2 separate regions of the Mus musculus genome follow, and region 1 is linked to region 2. Evidence: chromatin contacts called from public HiChIP or PLAC-seq data. All regions are on one chromosome and are shown on one strand. The core of a region is the stretch at or near the end of the contact, and the rest is flanking DNA. Distances in the headings are between cores, read along the strand shown. Region 1 holds the start of Timm23 (translocase of inner mitochondrial membrane 23). Region 2 overlaps Ankrd28 (ankyrin repeat domain 28).

Region 1 (6,003 bases), core at 1,134-3,633, 420 kb after region 2:
AATAGTAGTTGGGTTAGTTAGTTTGTTTGTTTAAAGATTTATTTATTTTTTTTATGCATGTGAGTACACTATAGCTGTCTTCAGACACACCAGAAGAGGGCATCAGATGGTTGTGAGCCACCATGTGGTTGCTGGGAATTGAACTCAGGACCTCCGGAAGAGCAGTTAGTGCTCTTAACCACTGAGCCATCTCTCTAGTCCTAGGTTTTTGATTGTAGAAAAGTCTATCAAAGCAGATCGTCCACATCACATTTCTAACAATCTTGCTAACAGAATCTCTTTATTACGGCAAGGAGACTCTCTGCTTTCACCCAGAGATGAAGCTTAATGGAACAGAAAATACAGACTTTCAGGTTAACTTTAAATCTACCAACTTTGAAAACAAAAAATAATCTAGCAAGAAAAATTAATGTTCATAGATTTTAAATATACTATTTGGGGTCCTTTTGTATCTTGGTTGATTGCTCACAAATGTATGCACTAAGCATGATTCTATTGATCAATTCTTTTTTTTTTTTTTTTTTTTTTTTTTGGTTTTTCGAGACAGGGTTTCTCTGTGTAGCCCTGGCTGTCCTTGAACTTAGAAATCCGCCTGCCTCTGCCTCCCAAGTGCTGGGATTAAAGGCGTGCGCCACCACGCCCAGCCTATTGATCAATTTTAAGTCCTGTTATTTCAGACTTCCAATTGTTACACAAGCATCCCATCTCATACCAACCATTTCTTACTTTCTCTTATCCCTTCAACACACTTTCTCTGTAGAAATTATGAAATCAGCCCTAATGGCTTTCATCTACAATTAGATCAAATCTAATCCCCCCTTCCTTGCTTATAAAAGCTTGTATTTGTTGCTGTTTCCTGCCTCTCAACTCTTTTTTTTTTTTGGTTTTTCGAGACAGGGTTTCTCTGTGTAGCCCTGGCTGTTCTGGAGCTCACTTTGTAGGCCAGGCTGGCCTCGAACTCAGAAATCCGCCTGCCTCTGCCTCTCGAGTGCTGGGATTAAAGGCGTGTGCCACCACGCCCGGCTTGCCTCTCAACTCTTACAATCAATCTTGTATCAGTTCATTCCCTTGCAACTCTAAAGACAAACTGACCCAATAGCTTCTCAAGAAACACAGCAGGTTTGTTCTGTCTCTCAAGCACTTGTTGCTAAATTCAGGTCACAGCTCTAACTTCAACTCCCAAGCTGTTTTCTCTAACCTGTTCTCCAACAACCTTCACGGCCCATCACCACCACCACCATCTCAGGGTCCTATTTCAATTGCCATGTCATCTATCACTAACTTCTGTGTCCTCACGTTACTCTCCTCAGTAGTATGTGTACTCTCTCACCTTAAGTAGTGCCCTTCATGTTATGCAACTGAGATATCCTAAGATACACATAAATTGTGTCCTGGACTCAAGTTTTGACAGCAGACATTAGGGTTATCAAACGGCTTTCTGAATGTTTTTAAGTGTAAAGGTTTTACTTAGAGGATTAGCAAGAAGAAACACTTTAGTAAAGTGTTATTAAACATTAACTCCCAAGCTCTACTTATCCAGTCGAATATCCATAATTACAAAACATTAAAAGCCTGAAAGACATACTTAGGTGATTGAGAAGGGCCAACAGGCTGGGAATTCATGCCTCTGCATCTTTGAATTTGCTTATATCGCTTTCAGAATTTGGCTCTTTTTTCTTGTTTAAAAATCTCTTAAAAGTTTCGTTTGCTTCCCCAGCTCCTTCTGATTTCCTGAATTGTCTCTCACACGCACAAAGAACGAAAAATGTTTTCGCCTAACTGGTTTAGAAATATTTAAAAGCCGTGTGAAAAAAAATTAATAGCGCGCTTGTTATTTGGAATGTTTATTTCTAGAACTAGGGTCTCCTAACAGGGCCAAGCATACAGAAAAGCGTGTGACGAGAAAAGACGGGACGGGGCACTAAAGAGGAGGACATTTTGTGTTTCCTCTCGAAACTAGGTCACTAAAAGAGCTTCCCGGGGATTTACGATCCCCCAAATTCGTTCAGCCTTGAAACCCAATCACCGGCGGTGAATCTCGTAAAGGCGAGCAGGAAAAGGGACAGGAACGTTACACATTTCTAGCTGTCCCAGGAAGGAGTCAGAAAGGGGAGCAGGCGAGGCCCGATACTCACGCGGGACGCCGGCCAAATCAGCGTTCGAGTAACCCGCTCCTCCGGCTCCGAAGAAGCCAGCTAACCCGCTGGTGGATTTGTTGCTACTTCCTCCGCCACCTTCCATGAGGTCGCAGCAAACGGCGGTGGGCTCGCCACCACCACCTCAGGCCGGGGACGTATGCTCGGCCGTGGCCGCGACAAGCAACAGCGGGAAGACCCGCGTTGCTCCTGCCACCTTCACCACGCTGACCTTCCGGGCGCCGGCTCCCGTGAAGTATCGCACTTCCGCTTTACGGCTGTGTGCGGCCCGGAAGTGGGAAGCGCGAGACGGCTGCTTTCCGGTGGTGGGAAAGTGAGCCTGGAGCCGGAGCCCGATCTCGAGCCGAGTGGAAGCGGCGCGTCCCGGGGCTGGTGGGCTCCCTGCTGCCGAGCGGAGGCAAGCGGCTGCGCAGCGAGGGTCTCGCTCGAAGGCCCGAGGAGTGGCAGCCTCCAGGCGGGCCGCTGCGGAGAGGGAATGGTGCGCGGCGCGCCGAGAAGGAGGCGCAGTCCGTCCCTGTCCGGGTTAGTGAATGAGGCTCTCCGCCCGGGCCGGCCCGGGGACTGTGTGCTGCGGGTCCCAGCATGAGTGCGGGCCCCGGCTGGGAGCCCTGCACGAAGCGGCCCCGCTGGGGCGCCGCTGGAACTTCTGCGCCGACTGCCTCGGACTCCCGGAGCTTCCCTGGCAGGCAGAGGCGTGTTCTCGACCCCAAGGACGCTCCCGTCCAGTTCAGGGTCCCTCCGTCCTCGCCAGCCTGCGTCTCGGGGCGGGCGGGACCGCACAGAGGCAACGCCACCTCGTTTGGTACGTGGGAAAAAAAAAATCTTTGTCCTTGTTTCAGTGTGAGGACCAGGAGACTCCAGTCACTCCTAACTGATCTTGTTTCCACCACTCTGATGACCCCGATGTTCAATCACTAGATGCCACTCCAATGAGAGGCGCTACAGTTTTACTAGTGGCATGTGTGTTGTGGAAAACTTTGTTGGACAGGTAGTTACCGGACCTCCCCGGGATACTTTCCTCAGCTTGGATAGAGAATTTGCCCTGTTAAGGAAGTCTAGTTGTGTATGTGAAGCAGAAGGGCGCTTCAGTCTCCAAAAATCGTAAAGAAAGTTGTTGCAGTAGACTCAGTGAGAGCTGACTTCCAGAGTGCAGAGCTGTTAGCCTTAGCTTGCTGGATTGTATTTGTCCCTGGCACACGATGTTGAACACGAGGAACTTGGTCTCTTCTTTCGTACCTTGAAATCTGTGAGGAGAGAGAAACAATAGCACAAGTCAAATACCTGTAACAGAGAGTAATGGATGTTGTTGTTCATGAAGGAGCCATTGTTTTGGTAGGAATTAAGTATACTTAAGTTAGTTATGGTAGTCCAGAAGGTTTGGTACTTACTGTGAGTACTGGAGAAGAAAGTAAAGAGGTACTTCAGATATGCAGTGGGTGCGCAGAATCAACGGTGGAATGGTGAGAGATGGGCTGCAGAGAATTAGGACAGTGATCCTACTCTGCTGAGTAAGTGTGGACAGTACTAAGGATCTTGAATTTTACATTTTCAGGGCAGTGAGAGGCTATTAAAGAGTGTTCAGTTGTGTGAAGGGGCGGGGTAAGGCAAGGACTTGGTTAGTCTTGTTTTCTTGAACTGTCTGTATATGTTTGGTGTATGGAAAATGGAAAAGAAAACCTGGTTGAAATCTCAGGACTAAAGGAGTTGGTCTAGATGGGGGATGCTTTACACTTAGACCCTGCTGCAGGCAGCAGTGAACAGAAGTGGATGCGTACTGGAGGGAATGCCGTGTCCTGTCCTTTTGTAGCTCAGAAGAAATACACCTATGCTTGAGAAATGGAGTTCTTGGTGTTAAAGTATAATGGACTCTGTAAGTGTGGTTTAGCATACAATGGTTAGTATTGACAGTAAAGCAGCCAAGGATAGAGCCTTTAGGAACACCTGCCTTTTAGGAGAGGCCTGAGAGAAATGGTCAGTGAGGATGAGAAAAGTCTACTGTTCTTTACGCAGAGTGAAGAACATTGCTGAAAGCATGCATTGGTGAGCAGTGTAAGAGCTGGGCAGACACCAGGGCAGAGTGGACTCTTGTCTTTCTTGGGAACACTAAGAAGCAGACTTGAAGTAGGTGTTTTGTTGTTCTTGTTTGTTTGTTTTGAAACAAGGACTCATTGTGTAGTCCCATTTGGTCTGGACCTCAGACCTGCCTCCTAAACACAAAAACCAAAGGGACTTAATCAGGTGCATCCCTGCCTCTGGCCTGATACGAGTCTTGAAATAATAGGATGTCCAGTATAAATGAAAGAGGTAGGTATAATATAGCTAGAAGGAACAGCGTACCTAAATGCTGTTGGAGCTGGAACATGGGGATGCAGAAGGCTCAGGTGAGCTTTGCTCTGGATGAACTTAAGTGCCATTTAAAGGAATTAGACTTTATTCTTATTTATTGGGCCTCTGGACGCTTTTAAACAAAGTAAAAGAATGCCATTTGGTTAATGTTTTAGAAGGATCGGTTAAGCAATAGCTTTTGGGCTTTTAAAACTTCAGGCCACTGTATATTTTTCTGGTAAGCAGTAATAGCTGTAATTTTGTTCGAAAAATGTGACATATTTATGATTGAAATATTTCATGAAATAACATCCTTATTATGTGTAATGTGTGTAATAGATTCTTATATTTTCTATTGTTCCATTTAATAAATGCTTGTTATTTTTAGTTTGTAAAACTTTGGGTTAAAGAAAGTTCATACTGTAAACAGAGGGACTAGTTTCAGGAACTATAGAACCGGTGAACAGAAACTAAGCCATTGTTGCAAATCTTAGAATTCTTTCTGGAACTTGGTATTTAAGTTTTTTACATATAGGTATCCTAGAAGTGGGTGGAGTAGAGAAAGCCTATTCAGTATCTTTTTATGGATATATCTCATACATTGATTGACATCTCTGCTTAGGCAGAACTCAGCATGCTTTTCATATCTCTGGTGGCAAATGACTTAACCAGTTGGGTTGCTATAGGAGACTTTCTGGAAGTGAGGTGCTCCTTGAAAATGCAGGTGGATTTTACTGTATTTTATGTCCTTTGTGTCAATTTTTAACTATATGGATCACCTCATTGTACCACAGTGGATGGAAATAAGTGTGAATGATGTGCACGGAGAGTAAATCAGAATCATCAGAATCAGGTCAGTTATAAAAGAGATTGGATTTAAGTGTTAGGAAAGAATGTATTTACTGAATAATTCTTTTGTAGCCTGGATACAATGTTTTCTATTATTTTTGTATTTTTTTTGAAGATTTATTTATTTATTTTATGTGAGTACACTGTTGCTCTCTTCAGACACACCAGAAGAGGGCGTCAGATTCCATTACAGATGGTTGTGAGCCACCATGTGGTTGCTGGGAATTGAACTCGGGACCTCTGAAAGAGCAGTCAGTGCTCTTAACCACTGAGCCATTTCTCCAGCTCCTTATTTTTGTATTCTTACTAGTACATGTACTCCTCAGTAGTAGAGAACTGCATTCTTAGGTAAGGAAACAAACTCAAATAACTTGACCATAATAAGGCTGATAACTAGATAGAGAGGTCTCAGTCCAGAACTGAAAGGGCTCACCTGTGTTGTCCTAGTTAGGATTACTGTTTTGTTTGTTTGTTTGTTTCCAAGACAGGGTTTCTCTGTGTAGCCCTGGCTGTCCTGGAACTCACTGTGTAGACCAGGCTGGCCTTGAACTCAAAAATCCGCCTGCCTCTGCCTCCCGAATGCTGGGATTAAAGGTGTGTGCCACCACCGCCCGGCCTGGGTTCCTGTTGCTGCGATGAAACACCAAGATAAAAATTGGCTGCGGGCTTGCTT
Region 2 (5,932 bases), core at 2,491-4,990:
CTCTTCTTCTACCCCTCCCTCCTCCCTCTCTCTTCCTTTGGATGTGTGTTATTTTCTAGAATGAAAAGAGGCTTAAAGAAAACAAATGTAAGGCTTGCTATATCTTCTAAGTTAAAGAAATCAATCATTTATTGATTCATATTTTCTTAAAGAAAAAATTTAAACTTCATAAAGGAAGAAATCTTAGTGTTAAAATGTTATGAATCATTTGAAATTTCCCTGAAGAAATTAAATATTTTTATATCTGAGTATATTCTAACGCCTTAAGAACCCATTAAGCAGCTGCATAAAACAACTGCTTATAAAGTTCTTGTCCTGAATTACCAACATGTCAAAAAAAAAAAAAAAAGCTCAGAATCTTACAAAGAAAACAAACAACTCCTCCTTCCTGATCAAATGAATTTCCAAAAGCTACAATTAAGTGTGGAAACCAACCATTTGGGGGCTGGCGCTGGAGCACTTGTCTGGTGTGCACCAGGCCATGGGTTTAATCCTAACACTGCAAACAAATCCACCCAGATCATTTTGGAATTGACTTTCACTACCTTTCCCACTTTGCCCAGACTAAGAATATATTTACCAGGGTTGGGGGGAATCCCCCTCCCCCCAGAGAAGGAGAAAGGGGAATGAGGGAAGGATTGTGGGAAGGGTTGACTGGGAGGGGGCAGTGAGCAGGATGTAAAGTAAATACATTTTAAAAAATTAAATAAATAAAAGAATATTTCCCAATTACAAAGAAATATTTGCCTCACCTTGATCATCCTGTACTCTTGTGAGTGACTTTATGCTATTGTTGAGTACTTAAGAGATCCTGGCTGCTATACACTCTCACTTTAAATATCCTACAGTCTTGTTTTATACCAGAGAAAAGAATCCAGAAATTTAGTATTTTGTCTGGTCATCTGCCAAAAACATACACTTCTATCACCACTAAGATTTCTAACTTTAATTCTATGTTGTAAAAATGATGATTAAAGAAAACCTATAACTAGACTGTTGAAAGTTTAGGTAACAAGAGAGTATTATTATCTATTTGTGAATAAGCTTTTTCTGTTGTTTTGTTTTTGGAGACAGGGTTTCTTCATGTATTCCTGGCAGTCCTGGAACTTGATTTATATAGGCCAGGCTGCCCTGGGAACTCAGAGGTTCACCTGCCATCTGAGAGTTTGAGATTAAAGGCATTCACCACCAAGCCAGTGTGAATAAGTTATTTTTGAATGAGCATTTCAATGCTATTCTTTGTTTAAGCCAATTTACTTATTAAATCACAAAGAAAAAAAAAAACACAATATAGGCAAGAATGCCAGAAATTATAAAAATAAATTACTAAAAATCATAAAACATTCATCTAAGGAAGAAATAACACAGTTTCTTGCTATGTTGCTCAGGTTGACCTAGAACTTTTGCAGGGAATGGATCTGCTTGCTTCAACCTCCCTAATAGATGGAACTCTAGCTACATGCCACCATGTCTGCTTCTACTGGTTACTTTAAAATACAGAAAATGTTTTTAAGATAAGTATGCAAATACTGTAACATATAAATGATGTTATCCATCTCCATAGAGTTGTACCGAATATATCATCCTAATACTTGAAACAAAAATGAAATTATAGTACTATTCTGTTGTCCATTTTCAGGGTTTTTCTCCAAAATAGGACCTCTTTTTATAGGAGTAATTTTCACTTGTTCCAAAGTCTCTAGTGTGTAAATTCATCTACTTGGACTAAAGAAGTCACAACTTATTTATTTATTTATTTATTTATTTATGGTCTGAGCCTAACTTCTATACTTACATTTTCCCAATCATTCTTTACATAAAATTTATTCTATAAAAAAATTTAAAGTTTAACTTAAAGCACCCATCTCAGCATCTACACCCATGATTGGAAAAAGAAGTACTGACACATCAGTAGAAAATTTCATAAAGGATGGCAAGACCTGGACAATTCTACTAAAAGTCTAATATACTGTAGTCACCTAAAAATATACATAAAACCACCCTGAACAAGATTATTTATTTTAAAAACATGTACCAAAAAATACCATAGCACTAACTGAACAAATAGTGTCATATTTTCTCTATGTGTAATATGTCAAATACTTAGAAAATACGTGCCAGGCGTGGTGGTGCACGCCTTTAATCCCAGCACTCGGGAGGCAGAGGCAGGCAGATTTCTGAGTTCGAGGCCAGCCTGGTCTACAGAGTGAGTTCCAGGACAGCCAGGGCTACACAGAGAAACCCTGTCTCAAACAAACAAACAAAAAAACGATAGGCAAAACTGGTAAAATTTAAATTGTCTAAAACAAGATGAAGAGACCCAGTCAGACATTACGCGGAGTCTAAATGGAAGGTCTGTACCAAATCCTTCTGAAACTCAGAGCTCAGAGAATTCTTCGGAAGAGGAAGCAGAAAGATTATAAAAGTCAGAGGGGATGGAGGACACCAGGAGAACAAGGCGCCCTGAACCAACCAGGCACATACGAGCTCACAGAGACTGAACTGAAGCAGCAAGCACAGGGCCTGCAAGGGTCTGCACCAGGTCCTCTGTGCGTAAATTGTAGCTATTGGCTTAGTATTTTCATGGGACTCCTGCTTATGAGAACTCTGACTCTCGTGCCCACCCTTGGGGCTCTTCTTCCTGATGGGTTGCTGTGTCCAACTCTGATATGGTTGGTTTTTGCTTCATCATGTTTTATTTTATTTTGTCATGTTTAGTTGTTATCTCTTAGAAGACTTTTCTTTTCTAATGAGAAACAGAAACCAAGTGGATCCAGGGGATAGAGGAGGGAATCAGCCTGGAGTAGAGCTACACCTTGTCCAAAACCAAAGCAATAACCTACAAACACAACAAATGCTAGGAATGTTAGGACACGGCACCCTTATATACTGCGTATGTATGGTAATGTAAATTAATCCAGCCACTATGGAAATCAACAGAGAGGTTCCTCAGGAAATTAAAAATAGAACTGTATGACCCGTCTACATCACTCAGCAGTATATACCCAAAGAAGTCAAAGTCAGCATATAACAGAGACACTACATATCTATCACTATCACAGTCCAGTGATAGCAGCAGCCAAGCTACAGAATGAGCTCAGGGGCCCCGTTCAACAGGTGAAAGGGGTATTAACTGATGAATTATGATCACGAGGGTGCAGAAAGGAGGATGGTTTTCATAGGGTAGGTTAACAGGAAACATTTGAAAATGAAATTGTCATTGCATGTGACCAAAAAAATTAAAGAGTAATTTTCCTATTTCCTATTTGTAAATATATTGTTTTCATATACTTGACGTTTTTCTTGTGACATTTATACAATGCTTTGTTTCAATCTGTTTTCTCCTGCTTTAAAAAAAGAAAAAAACAAAAAACAAAAACAAAACTCTAGAACCCTCCATTATCGGTGTGTTGTGAATCATTTAAATTGGTGGGAAAATTAACCCTGGAAGAAAATGACAAGGCTTGACTTTTCTATGTAATATGTGGCTTGCTACTTGTTGCCTACTTAGCTAACCACCACTGACCCTTCCTTCTTACAGACTACCTTTAGTTTTGTTTGGATGCCATTTCTATATTCCACATGACTTGGAGAAATCTTGAATAGTGTAAGGTGATCATGGTAATTCTATTCTACCTAGTAAGTGACTCATTTGGGAAATGACATGCTCTGAGCCAGCTTGCTCTGTCACATGCAAAGGAAAGTCATCTGTAGTGTTTCTAGGAAAGTCTCTCTTTTTTTAACCTAAAAAGGGAGAGATAGAGGGAAATGTCCCCTCCTACTGGACAACAGCATATTTGATAATGATGTTGTGAAATGTGCTGAGTATCTTATGGCTGGAGTTATCCTAGAGTCCATACTAAGTCTGACTGAGAGAAAAGCAGAAAGGAGAAAGTGAGCCACTTCCTATGGTCACAGCAGTAACTAAAGCACTCAACCTTTTACAGCATAGTATTTCAATTACTGCTACTGTGATAAGACCCTTTACTATTTAATCCAGCTTCTACTTTAAATATAAAGTATTTTCAGTTTAAAATAGCCCTAATATTAAAGAACAAATAATATCCTATTATAAATAAAAGGGCCATTAAAATATAACAATTAACCTTATATTGTCTTAAAAGCGTTTAGGTATGCCTGTGATGCTGGATATTAGGAATATGTCAAGAAAACAATAAAAATTCCAGAATGATTGTTGGCTAAGAATGAACTTGTCATAGACTCTAATAAGATATCTTCTTTGTTTTTAAGAAGTTTGAAACAAGCTATAATTAATGGAATTAACAGTTATAAGCATGGCTTTTTATAAGGTTATTAAAGCCATAAAAATGTATTAAAAAGACTTCACATCACAAACACACCAGAAAAATACTTTCGTTCTTTTAACCATAAATTTGTTATGTAGAACTACAGCATTATTTGATAAAAGGAACTAAAGAATAAGAAAAATGTCCTAAACTATCTGAGTCATTACTTGAATTTTAAAATAGTGTTCAGTATGTCTCCACCCTGTTACAGCTCAAAAAGACATGAATCATTTTCTTTAGTATTTTCCAAATGATACTTTAGGACGGAAGTGATATATACAGTTTCAATTTGTGTGTGGAATAACTAGCATACACATAAGCTACGACCTTTCTGTACTAAAGGAAATTCTTTGGGTATTTTGTGTAATTATTGCTTTAAAAAGCAAACACCGGGTAACCATAGCAACTTGTTTTTGAATTGCAAACTGTTCTTCTCAACTTTTGCAGTACAGTAACGTGATACTACATTTACCCAGGTATTTTCAAATCACAGAAAACAGCATGAATTGTAAATAATCCTTCTTTAGCCTTTTTAAAGAATTTAATGTTTATGTGTGAGACTTGCATGTATGTGTATACCATGTGAGTGCCTGTTGCTCATGGAAGCCAGAAAAAGGACATGGGGTCCCCTGGAAATGGAGTCACGGGCAGCTGTGAGCTGTCATGTGGATGATTGGCACTTAACCCAGCTCTGCTGTAAGCGTGCTAAGTCTCTGACTCAATGAGCCATCTCTTCAGTGTTTAGTTGTTTTTAGCAGGCAGAATTTAGCCTGTTTAGAATAACCTCAACTCAGCTGGGTATTATGGTACATGTCTATTATCCCACTCAAGAGGCAGAAGCAGGAAGAAAATGAACAAGGCCAGCCTGGGCTACACAGCAAGACAGCAGAACAAAACACAACAACAACAAAAGCTAGTAACAAAAGTGAGATTTGAGAGTAACACTATATTAAGGAAATAAAAGACCCTCTAATTCAAACTGGCTTCAAGTAGCTTGGCTTACTTTCAACCTACTTCTTAAGACATGAAGAAATAAATTTACTTTTCAAATATAGTAGTAGTATGTGTGTATTAGAACAGTTTTCCCTTTCATTTCCTTTACTTTTGGCATATTAGGTATTTTCTAAAAGACTCTACTTGCTGTTTAACCTTATTAAAATTTTTTTGTTTATATTCTAATAAAGGCAGATTTTTTCAAAGTGTTCATTCAGATTCTGAATAAGTTCTTATGCATAACTCTTCAATCTGTACTACCCTAAAAAGGGCATTTTTACCTTCTGATGTTAAAACAGAAAACTCACTGTTTTCCTAAGCTCATGCTTCTCAAGGTCTTCTCTATTGTTGGCTATTGCTTCTTTCCCATTCAGTGTTATCTCCAGAATACCTGCTTGTGTGTTGAGAGGAAAGATGGGCAAAGACAGCATTCTTTTAGTCCTTCCCTTTGGTCTGCAAATGTTACCAATATACTTGCCTATATCATATGCCATCTAATTGGGTGATCTTTCTATTTCTTGTTGTTCTACCTGTCAAATATCACTACTGAGCTCATCTGGATATTTGTCTCAGAGCCAGTAGATGGCTCAGTGGGTAAAGACTTGATAGCAAGCCTGACAACCTAAGCTTGA

Evidence for each region. HiChIP or PLAC-seq counts read pairs in DNA pulled down with a chosen protein or histone mark.
Region 1: an H3K4me3 HiChIP or PLAC-seq map of bone marrow-derived macrophages shows a contact between it and region 2, with 2.7 times the contacts expected there. The contact joins the promoter of Timm23 here to the enhancer-like site in region 2. A contact is called at or near these places in 10 of 39 promoter capture datasets (the 3T3-L1 cell line, the C10 cell line, the HPC-7 cell line and 5 more), 33 of 484 Hi-C or Micro-C datasets (B cells, the C10 cell line, the C2C12 cell line and 22 more), 11 of 115 datasets of contacts at active chromatin or transcription factors (the HPC-7 cell line, the NIH/3T3 cell line, astrocytes and 7 more) and 2 of 9 other capture datasets (adipose tissue and liver).

Annotation. Positions count from the first base shown.
Region 1 is chr14:32,199,508-32,205,510 of GRCm38.p6, forward strand. Timm23 (translocase of inner mitochondrial membrane 23) reads right to left here and starts at 2,384. Exons shown (of 7, transcript NM_016897.3): 1 at 2,136-2,384. The coding sequence starts at 2,241. Parg (poly (ADP-ribose) glycohydrolase) reads left to right here and starts at 2,464. Exons shown (of 18, transcript NM_011960.3): 1 at 2,464-2,958. The coding sequence starts at 2,739.
Region 2 is chr14:31,782,126-31,788,057 of GRCm38.p6, forward strand. The region is part of intron 1 of Ankrd28 (ankyrin repeat domain 28); the gene reads right to left. Among named protein-coding and RNA genes, the nearest start is that of Ankrd28, 45 kb to the right of the region's middle. Within about 2 kb of position 3,741, at least 45 of the 459 cell types and tissues checked have an H3K27ac peak or open chromatin away from gene starts, as enhancers often do. A contact at or near this core is called in the C2C12 cell line, the NIH/3T3 cell line, bone marrow-derived macrophages and 4 more, where this site is marked.